Regions from separate parts of the Arachis hypogaea genome. Here region 1 is linked to region 2. The links are chromatin contacts, called in public Hi-C maps. All regions are on one chromosome and are shown on one strand. Each heading gives the region's core, a stretch centred on a gene start, on an enhancer-like site or on the middle of the called end of the contact. The rest is flanking DNA. Distances are from core to core; before and after follow the strand shown. Region 1 holds the start of LOC112711275 (low affinity inorganic phosphate transporter 1). Region 2 holds the start of LOC112709340 (protein SIEVE ELEMENT OCCLUSION B).

Region 1 (2,700 bases), core at 186-2,685, 200 kb after region 2:
ATATACAAGGTGTGGGTGGTGACAAGTAACGAACATGTGCACGTGACACGCATTATAAACCAATCAATATATAAATGGCGAAGAATCAAACAGTGATTGAGTATTCAAATAAAAAATAACAAACATGGAAAACTGTAGAGATAGGGTAATAATAATAACAATAGGACAAAACAGGGTGATACAATTTCCACAACATGCAGTCAATATGAAAGAAACAGGTTTCAACTTTCAAGGCTGTGGGGGCCATAAGTTCCCAAAGTGATAAAAACAGGTTTCAACAGAGTCATTGGCACTGGTCAGCTGAATGATGCAACCTTTGCCATGAGTATTAATCTTGTATCATCATGATGATTGGTAGTGCCACTAGTTATGATATGCTTGTCTACAAATTTTTTTAGACAATTCCGTATATGTTTTTCAATAGGGAGATATATCAAGATAAATATTTAATTATTTAACACATAGACTTCAATCACGGAACCATTTTTTTAATTAATATCAACTTATTTTTTAAAATTTAAAATTTTAAACTTAAATTTTAAATTTGATATCTTAAATCTTAACTTTAAATTCAAATTTTCAAAAAATAAAAATAATTTTATAATAAAAGACTAACTAATATTAACTAGTTAAGAATTAATATAATTTCTTATATTTTTTATTGTATATAATAGAAGATTAAAACATTAGTATACAATTTCTTATCATTTTTAATTTATTCACATCTATTCCACAACTAAACATAATAGAATAAATCAGAAGATCCAACATGAAAGAAGAAAAAGTAAAAACAGAAAAAATCTCCAAAGTTGTAGCTAAACAAAAATCATGTGACAAAGGGAAGTCTTTTTTTTTTTTAAATAATTCGAATTGCAACTTGCACGAGTTTGAAAGGTGGTAACATCGTAAGCAAACAAAGAATACGATGAGGGCAATATGGATACGAGAACGGGATCAAAATTCACAAGCTTCATGTGAATACGTACATACAAAATTAAGTTAGACCATAAAAAAGTTAAATTTTTATTAAACTTTTGCTCTTAAATAAAATAAGACTTGTGAAGAACAATTAGCTAATTCATCATGTCTAATGAAAGAAAAAAAATTAACAAAGTATAATAAGAAATTAACGAAGAAAGTAAGAAAAGATATCTAAAACTTGATGAGATAGATGGTACCTGATGAGTAAAGAGTGAATGAGGGGAAGGAAAAACAAGTGACGAAGAAAGATGAGAATGGTGTTCGTGTTCTTATAAGAGTGAGGAGGGAGACACGTAAGTAATACAAACAGAGAAAGGATAACACAATAAAAGAAAATGTGAAGTGTGGTGTTGTGTTGTGTTATGTGATGGGGTTCAGTATTTAACTCTCAAAGACTCTGTCATGTGATCAGAGAAAGAGAGTTAAAGTTGGATTAACAACTATCAAGAATCTATCTTTACTGTAGAATATTCTACTTCACCCCACCACATCTTTAACTCTCTCAGATTCTCTCTTTTATTCTGTTTATTTTTAAATTTTAATTCTTTTTTAAAATGTGTTTATCTTTTTATTTTAAATTTTAATTCTTTTTGAAGAAGTGTTTTTTTCGATAGATAATTATATTACGGTATAACAGAAAAATAAAAAAAGAGCTATTATGTTATAATATATATTTAATATTTATAAAAAATGAATTATAATTTTAGTTAAAAATTATAAAATATATACAAATAAATATAATATATTTAGTAATTAATTAATAATATTCATAAAATATTTTATTAGTTCTAAATGTTGATAGGAGTGAAAGTGATAGTAATTTGATGGCTTAACCATTTTGTGGGGTGCTTTAGTAATGGAATTCTCTTAATTGAATAAATAGTATCAATGATTTGAACTTTAAAAATTTGTTTAAAATAATAAGGAAAGATTGGATATTCGAGAGTGTATTCTCCTTAGTTAGTAGGCTAATAGCGTTTTTTTTCCTAATATTACAAGAGGCTACTAATTGAAAAGTTTAATTTTCAGTTTTATTCTCTTAGCTTTCACTCGATATATATAATTTAGGACAAAGAGTTATGATGAGGTATGTTAACGTGCATGTTTAGAATCACGTTATTTTGTGCAAGTAGTAAAAATAGTTATTGAAATAGATAAAAATATATTTTGAAGATGTCTCCTAATTTTTAGTATCTCTCACAATATTGAAGAAAGATTTTGTTTGAGTTAAAATAAATAGTTAGTGGTATTTAATTTTCTAGTATAGTGTTCCTTTGTTAATGTTTTAAAATTGTGTAATCTTGTGATTTTCTAGAATATATTCATAAAAGTTAGATGATAAGGTTGATGAAAATTTGTCATATAAATCACATTGGTTTTATAGAATTTAAATGTATGATTTTGTTGATTTTGAGTGCTTCTTTTGCTGTATATATGTTACTTTGGTCACTTTTCCATGGGCATAGGTATTTTTTTTTGGATAGAATATTTTTCGATTGTTTTACTTATAAAATATAATACATAATAGGAACTAACTCAGAATAATATGATATTGGATTTAGCTAATATATATTTTTAAGGTACAAAGGACATAATAAAGTTACTAATTAAATTTTTTTTATAAAAAAATGCAAAATTTAAAATTTTAATATATTTGTTGAGTATTTATTAAAATACATTATTTAAATTTTTTTTATTACTAATAATCTTGATTTGTGT
Region 2 (2,734 bases), core at 109-2,608:
TAACTATGCTGGTGATTGGTGAATAGTGATTACGATTGTCAGCATAGTTTACTATATTGTAGCGACAATTATTGTGGAGAATACAGTCTTCAACTGCAACATTGATCGTTGCCCTAATTCGAAAAGGAAAAATAGAGTTAAGCAATGAAAATACTAAATAATTGATAAATCTAATGTTTATTTTACTAAGTGTGCTGATGGTTATTTTAATATTAAGATTTTGTGGATAATTTGAAGATATAATGTGTTTTAATTTGATTGGTGGTTGTTCATGTTGTTCAAAATAATTATTGGTTACTTAGTATTACCCAATCAAAAAGCATCATTTTTTTTGTCACAATATATGCTGTAATATTATTTTGTTAGCACATGTCTCTATTCTTGTGACTATAAATCCTTATTAATAGTGACAAATATCTGAAAAAGATTATATTTTCACAACAATTGGATCAATTTATAATGTTAGTTGAAGAAAAAATGTTTGAAAACCATAATTAGATCAATTTAAAATTACTTTATTTCATATTTTTTAATTACCATTTGTCTTATTTTATTTTTTAAATAATTACTAGCATAACCGTTTCAAAAATTCACTTATCATATTAACTATAGAATTTTTTTTTTAACTGATAATTCAACACTACTCCGATCCGATCTTGTGAGATTCATGTGCTAGTGTCTTGCCACCAATCGTGTAAATATATACATGGTCAATTAAATTTTTTAATTGTTGGAATCCATTTGCATACAAAAAAAAAAGAAGGTAGAAACACATACACTATATATACGCTATTGAATACTAATAATAATAATAATAATAATAATAATAATAATAATAATAATAATAATAATAATGGATTTATCAATGAATGACCTCGAAAGATATTTGCTTGAGTGTGCAATGAGGTGAACTAAAATTGGCTAGGGGCATCTTGTCGTCTATATGTTCCATCATCGATTTAGAACCCTGCAAGATTCATGACATGTGCATATTAATAGCTATAAGAAGGTTAAGAATAATTCTATTAGTTACTTTTTTTCTTTTTTTTTTTTGTTGAAAAATATCGATACATTATTGAGAGATATGGGGTTTAATTACCTCAAAAAAACTATCAACAATGGAAGTTGAACGCCTAAGGGTAGTGTAAACAAGAGTGAAGAGAGAATCCACATCAAACTTAGTGTCACTATGAACATGTGTTGAGTATATTTGCTCCAAGATCTGCTCGTCAGACATGGCTAATGGATTATGCTCCCTATCCGCTGTCTGGAGTAGGGACTTCAGTGACAACTTATGAACCATTATTATCCTATTCTTACAAAACTTACAAGAAACCTAAAGCTTGTTGGTGGTGCACCAAGTTTCCTTGTTCTTCCTTATTTATATAATAGAAAATGCTTGAATGAAAAAGGATATGGAATATTTTATGGATTTAACTTTTATAAGTAGTCATTAAAAAAACTTCTATATATATCATTTAAAATAGGAAAATGATGGTTGCACCATATTTTATGTACAAGTTTTTTTTAATGATATAAAAAAATTATTATCTTTTTCCACTTCTCATGAATCATTCTAAATATAAAAAATGAAAAGTATACAAAAGAAATATATTAAAAAATGATGCATGTAATATTTCTCTTTAAAATATTTGATTGGAGTGTATTCTACCTTAAAAAAAAAATAAAATTGATTGAGTCTTATAAATAGGTAAATAAAATACTGTAATAAGACTACTTTTTTAGCAAACCAACTTAGTTAGTTTAGTAATTAATTTACTAATTCGATTAAATAAGTGTTAATAATTCGAATTTTGTCTTATATATATAATAATTCAATAGTGAATGATAAAATTTTAAATAGAGTTTAAATTTAAATAAAATTAATTTTTGACTTACCAAATTAAAAATTATCATTAAAAAAAAGAGTACTACTGTACTGTACCGGTAATTGATGATGATGAAAAACCGAAAAAAAAAGGACTTTTCTTGTGATCAACCATTGCATGCAAATAAGTTCATTTATTTTCATGATAAGAAATTCATGAAGCAGTAACAAAGATAACATCCAAATGATATACCAAACTCAAAACCTAGTAAAATTGAACCTGTACAATTGCATTAACGACTAGCACTGTAGCACATTACCACAAGAAAAATGTTAAATTGTGCTAACGTAAAATTGTGCATGAATATCATAGGAATATTTGAGAGAGTGAGAGAAAGAGGAGGGGGAATTAATAAGAGAAGTGCATTCATTTTTTTTAAGGGCAAATGGCTTATATAAACTAACTGCGAATCAAATTTATCCAAATCAGCCAAAGTAAAAAATGATATATGAATTTCTCAAAGCATGTAATTATGTAAATCGAAATAGGCATATTTGATTCAGTAGAGTTTTATGCAAATCGAAACAATCTCATTCGATTTATGCATGCATGGTTAGGATTTTTAGTAAATAGAATCAGCAAAATTTGATATATCATAATCGTCATATTCATAAATAAATCGACACAGTACAAGTCGATTTACTGTGTATTGAGCAACACATGTAAATGGATATAAGCTAATTCGATTTACTAGAGACCAAATGTATATAAATAGCTGTTGAACCTGAATTTCTCATCATAGTGATATTCAACGGCTAGCGATGTGGAGTTTTTTAGTTTTGGTGTAGTATAGAGGATCAGTTAAGAAAAAAACGCATTTTGAAATTAGGTTTACTGATAAGGAT

The links. Hi-C and Micro-C count contacts between places; a contact is called where the count stands out from the background.
Region 1: a Hi-C map of an unstated tissue shows a contact between it and region 2, with 2.5 times the contacts expected there. The contact joins the promoter of LOC112711275 here to the promoter of LOC112709340 in region 2. A contact is called at or near these places in 2 of 8 Hi-C or Micro-C datasets (leaf and an unstated tissue).

What each region holds. Positions count from the first base shown.
Region 1 is chr9:96,371,955-96,374,654 of arahy.Tifrunner.gnm2.J5K5, forward strand. It overlaps LOC112711275 (low affinity inorganic phosphate transporter 1), which reads right to left and starts at 1,436. Exons shown (of 3, transcript XM_025763885.2): 1 at 1,179-1,436.
Region 2 is chr9:96,171,650-96,174,383 of arahy.Tifrunner.gnm2.J5K5, forward strand. LOC112709340 (protein SIEVE ELEMENT OCCLUSION B) reads right to left here and starts at 1,359. Exons shown (of 7, transcript XM_025761231.2): 1 at 1,100-1,359; 2 at 875-967. The coding sequence starts at 1,303.